Linked DNA regions of Mus musculus: region 1 is linked to region 2. A link is a contact called in public promoter capture Hi-C data. All regions are on one chromosome and are shown on one strand. The core of a region is the stretch at or near the end of the contact, and the rest is flanking DNA. Distances in the headings are between cores, read along the strand shown.

Region 1 (6,629 bases), core at 167-2,666, 500 kb after region 2:
ATTTCATCACCTTCGTCTCTTGTGAGCTGATATTTTCTCAAAACAATGGATGCCTCTTCCTCTAAACTCATTTCTGAATGTATCATATACACTATACAAGATAACATAAGAATATATTGCTTATTGAAATATTCTTCAATTTAGCAATACCAGAAACCATCTACCTGTGGACAGATAGTTAACATTTTCATTGTAATTAAGTAATTATTAACACTGAAATTAGTAAGAAATAAATTATAATTAATTTCTGGCAGTATCACATTAAGTGATATTTTGGGGGACTGAGATTGATGATATAAAGGCATTTTAAAGATGGTCTTGACCAAGTTGGGAAGATTTATAGATTAACCTGGAAAGTATGAAGAGGGAAACATGAGATTGCTGGAAATCAGAGAAAAAATGGCTGTTATACAAGTCTTTCCATAGAATATAACTACTAAGCTCTCTCTGCAGCTAGGATATCAACTCTAACCTTATATTACTTTTTCTATTGCTAGTGATTATTCACTTTCATAGGGAATGATTACAGATAAAAGAATTTAATTTTTATCAACAAAGAAAATGTGTAGGAAATGAATAAAAAGTAACATTCTTTGGCTTAAAACACAGGTTAAAAGTAAAGCAGGTGACATTTGCTTTTGCTAGAAAAAGATGAAGAATTTCCTTAGCTTATCTAAGAAGTGGCAGAAAAGTCAAATATTTCCAGGTGTTCATTGTGCTCAGATGAGATGCTTAGGTTGGAGCTGAAGATGTTAACATGGAATCGGGGATCATTTTATTCAACCTAGGAAGTGTGATGGAAGAGTGAGCTCATTGACTGAGAAACTGTTATTACAAGCAGAACTCAGGACTGCTTGCAAGTTGATATTAGTAAGTTATATTGTTGGCTAAAATTTATGTACTTGATGATTTGAATATTTTGCTTCCACTAAATCACTATCCCAATATTTCAGATACAAAGAAGATCCCAGGGTTACACTACCTTAATTTAATTTCTGGAAAGATATCCTTATGCAAGTGCATTCCAGAAAGGTTAAAATGGATGAACAATCATGGAAATCCTATTTATTTTTTATTTGCTGGTACAAATTTATATGCTAAGTCCTTAATCCAAAATCATCATGGTGAAATCCAGACACCTTGATCAGGAACTGGGTCTAATTTGATAATTGTTCTGAATTTCATAGCTTCCCTCTAAAACAGTCAGTTGTTTTTAAGGTTGGCAAATTGTGTCTCTTTCTAAACCATCATTAGCTCTTTACAGTGAGAAAGATCTTCACTTTTGGATTAAAACACATAAAGTAACATTATTTTTAGTACTGGTGATTAAAAAAAAAAGTTCCTGAAGTGTATTAGTCAAAATCACTTCTCCTTCTTTCCCATTTCTCCTTTCACTCACAGAAGAAGAAGAAAAGCATGACTGAGGGAAATGAGAGCATTGTGTCTGAGTTCATCCTCTTAGGGCTCCCCATTCAGCCAGAGGACCAAGACCTGTATTCTGCCTTGTTCCTGGCCATGTACCTGACAACTGTGCTGGGGAACCTGCTCATCATCCTGCTCATCAGGCTGGACTCTCACCTCCACACCCCCATGTACTTTTTCCTCAGTCACTTGGCTTTCACAGACATCTCTTTCTCATCAGTCACAGCTCCAAAGATGCTCATGAATATGCTGACACATAGTCAGTCCATCTCATATGCTGGGTGTGTTTTCCAGGTGTATTTTTTCTTATTTTTTGCTGATCTTGACAACTTCCTTCTGACCTCCATGGCCTATGACAGGTATGTGGCCATCTGCCACCCTCTACACTATACCACAATGATGAGTCAGAACCTCTGTGTTCTTCTAGTAGTTGTGTCCTGGACCTTATCCACTGCCAATGCCCTTGTGCACACCCTTCTCTTGGCTCGCCTAACTCACTTTAGAGACAATACCATCTCCCACTATTTCTGTGACCTGTCTACCTTGCTGAAGCTGTCCAGCTCAGACACCACCACCAACAAGCTGGTTATACTTCTTTTAGGTAATGTGATCATTACCCTGCCATTTATATGTATACTGGTCTCTTATGGCCTCATAGCTGTCACCATTCTGAAAATTCCTTCTATGAAGGGTATCTGCAAAGCCTTGTCCACATGTGGCTCTCACCTCTGTGTGGTTTCCTTGTACTATGGAGCCATCATTGGACTATATTTTGTTCCCTCATCTAATAACACTAATGTACAGGATGCCATTGTGGCTGTGATGTACAATGTGGTCACACCCATGCTGAATCCCTTTATTTATAGTCTGAGGAATCAGGATATGAAAGGAGCACTGAGAAATATCCTCAGCAGGAGACTGTGTTTACAGTAATGGACATGGTCTTCACTGTTAGCATTCCTACTTCCTAATCCTTTTCTCCATTCATCTTTTGTTCTGTTGGGAAAATTTCATGTGGTTCTCTTTCTTCCACTCAGTTATCCTTGCACAGTTTTGTTCTCTATTTAACTCTTTTGCTTCAGCATCTTGATAGGATTTCCTACAAATATCTACATATTTTTTGTTTTGCTAATATTCTAATTGTTAATTTATTAATCACTACATTTTTTTATTAGACAGGTTTGTAGCTTTTGTACCAAAGATATTTTCCTCTCTGAAGATGAAAAGATATTTTTCTCTTAGATTTACAATTTTAATTTTTACATTTTATCTTATCAGATATCAAATAAAAGATATCATCTTATCCTTTCAGATAAAATAGTCTGGATATTTGGTAGTAACTTAAATAGCATTTATTTGTTTATTTTTATTTTTCATGTATATTTGTTTTGCTCACAAGTATGCCTGTGCATCATGTTTGTGTATACTGCCAGAAAAGATCAGAAGCTGGTATCAGATCCCTTAAATACAGGCTTACAGATATCTGTAAGCTACCTTAGGTGTGCTGGTTAATCAAACCTGGTTTTCCTGGGAGCCAGTCAGTGCTCTTATTAACTAAGCCATCTTTTCTGTCCCTTACATTTAAGTTTTATTTAACACTCAAAATTAGCAGATATTGATGACATGTGTGTTGTTTATATGAATGAAGATAGTACATAATATCCAAATAAAAGAAAGTATAGTAGTTTTTTCAAATATTTACAAGGTCTTAGTATGAAATTCTTTACTCTAGCCTTTGGGGTGTTATGTAGTATTATTTATAATCACTACACAGTGAAAGAAATTTAAACACTTATTTTTCCTATCTAGCCATGATTTGGTACCCAGTGACCAGCCTATGTCCATCTTTCCTTCCAATTTTATCTGGAATCTTATCCATTTTTCTCAAATATTTTATTTGTGGTGATAACCAGGTACTCAGTTCATTGTGGTTTGACAAGTACCTGGCCTTGTTCAATAACTAAAATGAAACTGTTCACTTTAAATGATAAAAACAAGGGTATGGACAAGTCCCATGTGGAGCGTGAAGTTCCAGAGCATCAACTGAGATAGCACACCTAATGTCAGGACTTTGGCATTAGGCTCCAGGGGGCGCTGTGGTTATGTGCAATTTTTGCATGCCAAGAAGAAAGCTCTACTTTTCTGAGTTGATGATGAAGGATAGCTAGTAGATATCAGGAAGTGTGATGATCTTCAATTGAGTTCAAGCAGACCTGTAGAGCACTTTAATCGAAATATATTTTATTATAAAAAGAAGAAAGAAATCTCCTTGTTTAGCAACAAATATATCATATCCCCTTGAATGCATTTTGCTTTGTTCCCTGAGAATAATTTTCTGCCCAAGCAGAGGGACTTAATTCAGTTGATAGTAAGTGACAATTCAACAGATATCTCTGTAAAGTAGCACAGGAGTGTTGCATGGCTAGTTAAATGCTGTTTAACAAGCACTTAATGGCACTTAAGCTACTGTGGGAATATGCATGTGTGCAATTGTGTTAAATTGTGCTAATTATTATTTTTAAAACAAACAATAATTTATACACCTATTGGGCATTTTATTCGGTTATTACACAGCTTTAGAAATAATATACAAACAGGTAAGTGATGTAAGCTATACAAAATGTAGATATTTATGCTTTATTGTCAATTAATGTGTTTGCATCCATATACCTATAACAGTTTAATAACAATATTTAACAAAATACACATTAATTCCTAGACTTGTATAGTAGAAAACTGACAGTGTTTTGATGTTCTTTTGATCTCTCCTCAGTTGGATCATATTATCTCTTGAAGCTAACCAGTTTTTAAAAATATTTTCAATATTTTTCTTAAATATTTAACAGTTCTGCACAGATTACTTAAATTTACCATGTCTAGAGTCTTGTTTTGTTTTAAAAAGAGAAATGTCTCTATTTATTTTTCTTACATTTTCCTTTTTGTGTACCATTGTTTCTGAAAAACTACTCTCTTGAGTTTTAACTTGGTTGGAATGATAATCTTATCCTTCCATTAAATATGTAGTGGTTTGAGTGATAATGGCCCTTTATAGGTTCATATATTTGAATCTTTGGTCCCTAGTTGGTGGACCTCTTTAGAAAGGAATAGTTGATGTCGACTTATTGAAGGATATCTGTCACTAGGGTTGAGTTTTTAGATTTAAAAAGCCCACATGATTCCAAGTGTTGATCTTTATCTCTTCCCTGTGAATCAGATACATAAGCTCTTAGCTTCTCCAGTTACCATATCTTTCTGCCTCCCTGATATATAGCATAATGCCCATGGAGTATAAATGCCTTAAACTGTAAACGCAAATAAAATCTTTCTTTTGTAAGTTGCCTTGGTCATGGTGTTTTTATCATAGCAATAGAAAAGTAACTAGGAAGACAATCTTCCTGAGCAGCCACCTAGCCCAGGCATACCTCCATTCTTCTTCTACCTCTCTACCCACATAATCAGATGTACAGTTCTTGAACCACACAGACATGCATAATCAGAATCATATTGCCCAAGGCTACACATCAGAGGATGCACTAGGACCATAGAGAATAACCCTGCTCCTAATACCTACTACAACAAGAACATTCAGTAAACAAAGCAATCCGGATGGCTAAAGGCCCTTCAAAGGACACAATCAACAAAATCCAGGGCAATATGTAACCTTCAGAGCACAGAGCTATGACAGCAAGCCCTTGATATCCTAATAAAACTAAAATACAAGACTGGACATTAAACCAAGTCTTATAAAATCTACAGGTCTTTAAAAAGGAAATGAGTAAATCATTTAAAGAAATAAAGGAAAATGCAATCAATCAGGTAAAGGTCTTAAAAGAGAACACAAATGAATCGCTTAAAGATATAGAGCAAAATATATTAAACTGCTGAAGGAAATAAATTAAACTGCCTAAGACCTGAAAATTGAAATGGAAACAATAAAAAAAATTAAGGATAACTCAGGGAATCCTGGAGATAGAAAACTTAGGAAATTGAATAGAAACAAGAGATTAAAGCATCACCAACAGAATATGTAAGAAAGAAAAGAAAAATCTCAGGTGTAGAAGATACAATGGAAGAAACTGATATATGAGTCAAAGAAAATGTTATATTTTAAAAGTTCATGACACAAAATGTCCAGAACATCTGATACCATGAAAAGACCTAGCCTAAAAATAATAGGAATAGAAAAAGTTGAAGAAACCCAGCTCCAAGGTATAGAAAATATTTTCAACAACATCATAAAAGAAAACTTTCTCAACCTAAAGAAGGAAGTGCCTTACAGAACACCAATTTGACTGGACCAGAAATGAAAATGCTCTTGACATATAATAATAAAAACATGATGGTCAGCTCCAGATCCTGGTCCCCTTGGGCACGAACTCTGCAGATAGTTTCACAGTCCACAGAGGACTCTCCACGAGATCTTAGGATCACTGGTGAGGAGAACACAACATAGGTTCCAATCCAATTGTGACAGGCCTGTGACAGCAGGAGCAAGGACACAGGAGACCTGCCTGACCAGCAGCTTGCATTCCTACTGATCAGTACTGGTATACCTTGGTTTTGAACACACTAGGCAGCCACCCCAATCCTCAGAGGACACACAATTACAGACCCTGTAACACACCCAGGATCTTAGGATTCCAGGATCCCAGGATAGCAGAAGCTTGGTCAAACAGGATCTCAGGGTCTCAGAGGAAGCTTGACTGCCAGGAAATCAGATACACCCAGAATCTCAGGTTCACAGGAGCCCGGAGTCACAGGATCAAAGAGAAAGCTGGACTCTGAGGAGTCCTGAATCAACCCGAATTATAGGAAGGACAGGCTCCAATCAGATATATTGAGGGCAGCAAGCACTTGAGATAATCAGATGGCAGGAGGCAAGCATAAGAACATAAGAAACAGAAACCAAGGTTACTTGGCATCATCAGAAGCAAACTCTCCCACCATAAGAAGTCCTGGATACACCATCACACCAGAAAAGCAAGACATAGATGTAAAGTCACTTCTCATGATGATAATGGAGGACTTTAAGAAGGAAATACAGGAATACACGGGTAAACAGCTTGCAGTCCTTAAAGAGAAAGCACAAAAATCTCTTAGAGAGTTACAGGAAAACACTTTCAAGCAATTGAAAGAATTGGACAAAACCATCCAGAATCTAAAAATAGAAGTAGAAAGAATTAAAAAAAATCACAAAGGGGGACAAC
Region 2 (6,806 bases), core at 4,084-6,583:
TGCAATCACGACACAGGAAGCCAGTATATGCCTGCCATCATTCTCCCTCAAGTTTTCTTGAGATAGCCATAATCTAGGACCACAGTGACTGAATTGAATTCATTGTAGAGTTATTACTTATAATTATGACACCAAGTACTGGTCATTTCCCAAATGCCTCCTGGGGGCTAGAATTGGGCTAAGTGATCCCCTCACCATGGTTTTTATTGTCTTCCTTGCCCAATGAGGAAACTGGGCTCAAAGACATCAAATGGACCAAAATCACACAGCTCAACTGTGCAAGCCAGGCTCTAAACCCAGGTGGGTCAGACTCTGGGGATCCCCCGCCCCCATCCTAATGCTCGGCATCTCAATCACAACAGACTTCTTTACCAAGTAGGGAGACTGAAACCCAAGAGGGAAGGTGACTTACTCAAGGTTGCACAGGGATTTCAAGGGATTTAGTTACAAGATATCAGATCTTCTGGGTTCTTCATTCCATGGCCCCTTTAGGCCATGCTCAGGTTAGAAGTCTAGGCTAAGGTCTGAGGGCAGTGGGAGGTATGGAAGGTTCGAAGCAGTCATAAGGTTAATTCACATATCAAAGGAAGCCTGTGGTAACATCTCTTCTTCAACTGTGATTGGGGTAGGGTGCAGCAAAGTGACATTTTACAATCACAGCCACCTCATGAAAAATCTGGTCCCTTACACACACACACACACACACACACACACACACACACACACACACACACTCACAGTCACACAGACACACACAGACACACAGACACACACAGAGACACAGACAGACAGACAGACAGACAGATTCATCATGGCTTCTCTGTCACAGGCAACTGAGTCCCCAAGATCCCAGGAACTGATATCTGATTCTCTGTTGATTCCTCAGATGGTAGGAGCAGGATAAGGAGGGCACTGGTAGAAAGACCACTGGGCTGATCATGTGGTGAGACTTGTCTTGACACTGCAGTGGAAACTTCCCAGATGAATAGGGAACTCTCCACACACCACCCGCCTGCCTACTTATTTGCTCTGCTCATCCCTGGCAGGATCTGGGTGTTTGTCTCTTGGAGACTCAGGGCTGGGAGTCCAGGTGATAGAATGTGGCAAGGAATTAAACCTGTAAGTCAAAGTCCAACAGATCAGGGCTCCGATCTCAGCTCCATCACCAATAGCTTGCAGCTCCTAGCAGGTCAGCTTGTTTTCCTGTTCATAGGAAGAACAAAACCTACCTCATGGGGTTGTTGGGATGATTCATGAAAGCCCTCAGCAACCTGCCTGTGGCTTACAAATTGCTTATGGCAGTGGCTGTCATTCCTCCTTTCTCTCCTCAACTTAGGCAAGGTCTAGAGGAATCCTTGCGCTTCTTCGTCTCCTTCTGGGTCGTGGTACTTTCCTCTCAAGAGTTGTTTTGAGGATTAAGTAAGACAAACAAGTGAATTTCGTGGCTTTCAATCCTTGGCTCTCTGGTGGACTGAGTTGTGTAACTTAATGGGACACCCCTGACTACCCCCCTCCCAGCTACCCTCTGCCCTGCAGGGTTTCTGTTTTCTCTTAGTGTAGACCTTGAGCAAAATACTACAGTTCTGGGCCTCAGCTTTCTTTTTCTGTAAATGGAGATGACACTATTAGATTTGTAGGACTATTGGAAAAGGGACACACACACTCACACACACACACACACCCCTCAGAGATTATATATACATAGTAGATACATACAAAATGTTATTTTCATTATCTCCAATACATAATGAAAAGTTGGCACTGAGCAGGTACAGAGAAGAGGAAGAAGCCAATCCTGCCCAGGTAGGGAAGAAAAAGAAGGGGTAGAGGAGAACCATTGCTAAGCTCCTGGTGAAGGCTGGATGCTCACATGGAGTGGCTCTTGCAGAAATGGAAGCAGTAACCCCATATATTTGGATGAGGGAAACTGAGGCCCACAAAAGGCAGCTGAAAGCTTAAGGCTGTGGTGAGAGTGGAGAGCAACTAGGGTTTGGGACTGAGATTTGAAGAGATTTGAGGCCGCTGACTACAGAACTTTCCTGTTCTGTGAACCAGCTGCAGAGGTGGGGTGGGTGGGGCTGGGCTCGTGCATGATTCAGGTGAGAGTCAGCTTGGGATTTCCAAATGTTGGGTGGGACCTCCTCAGTAACTTTCAGATGTGGGCTAGGTAGGCAGGAGGACATGTGACTGTTATGTGGCAGGGGGTGGGGCCCTCAGAGAGAAACTCTTGGCACCCACTAGTGGGGGTCCAACAGATCAGGGAAATGGGATCTTGCTATCTTGTCTCAGAATAGCTCAGGCTCTTTGATCTGCTCTGGCTCTGTGTCCAGAGATGCCTGTGGGACTGTTGGGAATGTTGACCAGTGGGTTCAGTGGGAAACTGAGGCAGGCAACGACATTTTTGTGGTTACACCTGCAGACGGATGAACTGGCTGGCACCTTGATGAACTTGGCTCTGGTTCCCTCAGTCACGTGAGTTTTTCCTATGTATTATTATTTAAGCATTTTTATTTTAGACTGTTTTAAATTTATGTTGTATAAGTGTTTTGCTTACACATACAAATATACATAATGCACATACATACACATACACACATATGCACCATAGGTGTGACCAGTTCCCAAAGAGGACAGAAGAGGGTGTCAGCTCCCCTGGGACCAGAGTTAGAGGCAGTTGTGAGCCACCATGTGGGTGCTGGATACCTAGCCCAGCTCTTCTGCAAGAGCAGCTTGGGATTGGGAGCCCTTGGTGTTCTCAACTGCCCAGCCATCTCTGCCAATCCTCCTGGATTATTCACGCCAGCGCTCATCCCACAAAGCGACCAGCCTCTTGGGACATTTTCAGTCCCTGTACTTGGGTTTAAGGAGGACAGAGTCACCAAACAATGACAACTCAGGGGAAGAGAGGGACAACTTCTATTTAGCACCACCTTGAGGGGAGGGAAGGCACAGAACTTCCTGTAGGAGAGAAGAAAAAACGACGTGTCCAATGACCTGGAGCAGAACAGACAATCTCAACTACTGGAGGGTTGGCTGCCCTCTACAAGGTCTACATTCAGGACGTTGGCTCTGGAACACAAGAGCAAGGAAAGGCGGCCCTGGGTTGTGAGCTTTCTAGTAGAACAAGGATGCTCCCCCAACTTGGGTATTCATCTGCATGTTGGATCCTTTCTTTGGATGGACCAAGTGTTAACTCTGTGTTTTCCAGCCACTGCCTGTCCCTGAGCATTGTCCCTAGCAACAACCAGCATCTAAATGTTCTCTACCTCTCTATCCATACTCCAGGTCAACTGGTAAAGAGCTGGCATCTCAGTCACCGTTTCCCTTGTCTACTTCTTCCTTGCTCCACCCCCTTGGTTAGGCTTGGTCCTTGGAGGCCTGTATTAATACCCTAGCTGCTCTCTTGGCCTCTTGCTTCTCCACTGTACCCATCCTTCATCAACTGCACACTCCCATTGCAGCCCTCCTTCACTGCATCTGTCTTCTGATGGCATGAAGGGCTGTAGAGCATGGTTATAGCAAGGGCTCATGCTCTCTACTGGCATGGGTCCTGCCTTTGCTACCCACTTGGTCCTATTATCCTGGTGTTCAAATGGGAAGCAGGCCCTAAGGGCTTGTCTATGGTCAAAGAGAAGAAAGGAGACTTGAACTCAGTTTTCTTGATTCCCAGGCTAAGTCTCCTCCCTCCAGGGTTAGGGCTGAGCTAGTTAGCATTTGTTTTCACTACAGGACAGGTCTGGGAGTGAGCTACAGGTGTGACTCCTTGGGTCCAGGCCCAGAGTGAGGGCAGACCGGGGAGTGGAGGATGAGAATCATGCCAGCTCTTCTTGTATTTCTTGGTCACCAGAAGGTCCCCTGTCCTCTGGGGAACAGAACCTCAGCTTTCCTCCCAGATCTCATTATTTTGCTGACAATCACTTGACCCACAGCCCCTTGCCCAGCTGGCTGGTTACCAGAGGGGTCTTAAATCTGGGGATGTGGAGAAACTGAAGCTGGTCTCAGTATACCAGGGCCCCAGTTCTTCCCCTGGTCTGTCCTGGCTTGCTCAGTTTCCCTAGAGCAGTTGGCTTTTGTCCCTGTAGAGCATGGGAACAGCTCTGGTTTGGAAGCAAAAGGGGCACCCCATCAGGCCCCACCTTTCCTACCTGTTCCTTTCCTGAGCCCAGAGATGCCCGAGAGCCAGCACAAGGATGAATGGGCCCTTCCACCAAGCCATGCCTCTGGGTGCGGGCGTGGGCAGAGGGCGTGCTGGGAAAACTGAGGGAGAGAGCTGGCAAGGAAAAGGACGAGGACACTGTGGCTTTGCTCCTATTCTCTGCTCCTTCTAGGCTCAGTTTCCCCCACTGTACAAAGGAGCCAATGACCCAAAGGCTTAGGTCCTATAAGGCTGGCAAGTGGCCATTCAGCTGGAGGGTGGCATTTGGCTAGCCCTGGAATCTAAGTTAGGGCAACTTTGAAAAAGGTTCTCTGACCACAGAGTAGCCACTGCCACATGGGATCTGTATATTTTTTTCTATGGTGTTTTTTTTAAATGTCTCATTAATTTTATTTTGTGTAAGGATTAAAATATACAAATGTTATAATTTTCTTTTAAAACAACTCCCCTCACCTTTAACTATCAGTAAACAAAATTGCCTTATGCCATACATATTTTTTGATATCTACTTTATATGTATCTTTTAAAAATTTTGTTTTTTAATTTTTTACTTAATTCACTTTACATCCCACTCACTGCCCCCTCCTGGCCACCCCCTCCCACAATCCTTCCCCCACTTCCCCCCTACACTTCTCCTCTGAGTAGGTGGGGGCCCCCTGGGTATCCCTCACTGCCTAGGGTGGTTTTGCATGTCCATTTTATAAATAAATACACCGAGGACCAGCAAGGACTAAAGGTGAGCCAACTGGCAGGCTGTGTATTAGGAATGTAAATTACAGCTCCTCATGTCTGACCTGGCCTCTGCCTGCTCAACGGAGAAGGAAGCTCTTCTGTTGGCGGGCAGGAGTGGCAGTAGCGTGTTTTCCATGCAGGACCTCGTGTGCAGGCTGGACTGGACTGCATGGCTTCTCACCTCCTTGCTCCTCATCCTTCTTCAAGCAAGCTATGGTTCAAACCAGCCTCTTCCACCATTTGTTCTGCCTACAAGCCTTGTCCTCCTTCGTGCCCATCCTCAGAGAGCCTCAGTTTGCTATATCCCAAATGGATGCATTTCTGACACTGTAAAAAGATCTTGCACCTCAAGGATCGTGAGTTACGGTCTGAGCAGTCACCATGCAGTAATTAATAAAACGTCTTGGCTAAGGCTGGAGCAGAGGAAGTTGGCGGTCAGCCTGTCAGAGGTGACAACTGGAGGGAGGAGTGGGGGTGGAGCCGTGAGATGGGTGGGAGGGGACCTGCCAGTGCTGGGGCAGTGCTGGAGTTGCACCCGAGGAGCCAGCCGTTGGCATTGCACATCCATCCACTCCCAGAGTCATGAGTCGTGAGTCCGACCCCAGTGGTGCCCCCACGCGTCCCGGAATTCGGTGGCCTGCAGGCGGAGCCTTGAACGCTAGGCTCAACTCTCTCTTCCTTCTGCAGGAAGGAGTCTCTCGCTCTGGTTTCCCCTGCTGCTGCTCCTGCTGCTGCCGCCGACACCCTCGGTCCTGCTCGCAGATCCTGGGGTGCCCTCACCAGGTAGGTGCCCCCGCCGGATGCCCGTGAAAATTCCAAGTCCTGCGCCGTGGGCTTGGTCCATCTCCCTTCCAGGCGGACTCCCTGATTCCCCTTTCTGCTCGCGGTGCCGGGGAATAGGGTGTTGAGGTTATGGAATGGGGTCCCTGGAGAATGGCTAGGGCCTACCTGGGATCTCTCTGGCACACAGCCCACTGAGATCCCGAGTCGGCAGGGGAAGCAGAGACAGGTTCTTTAACTTCTCACCTGATATGTGGTCCGACTTTCCAAGCAGCCTCTGTACCCCCCCCCCCCCCCCCCCCCAGAACTCGGCGGTTTCCTGTGGGGGCTCCTTGGGGAGGAAGCGGCAGACGCCAAGGGGAAGGCGGGCTGGACACTGAGTTCCTTTTCTTTGGCCTCTAACTTTTGGGGAGTCTATCTTAACGCTCAACCTATCTCCCCAACGGTAGATACAGGGATGGGGGTGGGGGACACCAGCTATCCTGGGAATGGGGAAGTGGGCACATAGTGACCAGGAAATTGAGGTTCAGTAGGTGCGATAACAGCCCCAAGTCACATAATGCATAGTGGGCTCAGGGTTTGAATTCAGGATCAGCCTAATCCAGTCACTCTCAATACCTGCAGTGGTTCAAAGAAGCCAGTTCTGCAATTCTGTCCCGCTTCTCTCCCTCAGGGCAGAACCAGGTTCTAGGAAAGAAAAATAATTTACTCCCCGCCCCCCCCATACTTCCCCTGCCCTCCACCTTTCCTTCCTCTCTTTACAATTTGGATGCCCATCTGTAAAATGGGGCCAAGAAAGGTTGGCAGTGGGGGAAAGGGATACTACAGGACCTTGGAACTCAGAGGACAGAGTGGCCTGAGAATCACAGCAGGCTTCCTGGAGGATGGGGTTTGAGTGAGAAAAAGAGCTGGGGACACCTGTGCTAGAAAGGTGACAGTCTGGGTTTTTGGAAAGGAAGCCATTTGTGATCCAGCACTGCAGTTTACCAAGATTAGCTGTGCGTGCCTTTTCTTTGGTGCTCACAGCAGCCTTGTGGGAGGCAGATGCGTTAAGTCCATTTTGTAGATCAGAACTTTGAGAGGCTCAGGAAGTGGGGCCACTTGTTGGAGACCCCACAGTGAGCTGATGGTAGAGCCA

The links. Promoter capture Hi-C pulls out the DNA fragments that hold promoters and counts their contacts.
Region 1: a promoter capture Hi-C map of stem cell-derived epiblast-like cells shows a contact between it and region 2, with 4 times the contacts expected there. The contact joins the promoter of Olfr347 here to the promoter of Ptgs1 in region 2.

Annotation. Positions count from the first base shown.
Region 1 is chr2:36,732,907-36,739,535 of GRCm38.p6, forward strand. It overlaps Olfr347 (olfactory receptor 347), which reads left to right and starts at 1,417. Exons shown (of 1, transcript NM_146943.1): 1 at 1,417-2,355. The coding sequence starts at 1,417. The coding sequence ends at 2,355.
Region 2 is chr2:36,225,093-36,231,898 of GRCm38.p6, forward strand. It overlaps Ptgs1 (prostaglandin-endoperoxide synthase 1), which reads left to right and starts at 5,334. Exons shown (of 11, transcript NM_008969.4): 1 at 5,334-5,477; 2 at 5,576-5,671. The coding sequence starts at 5,471.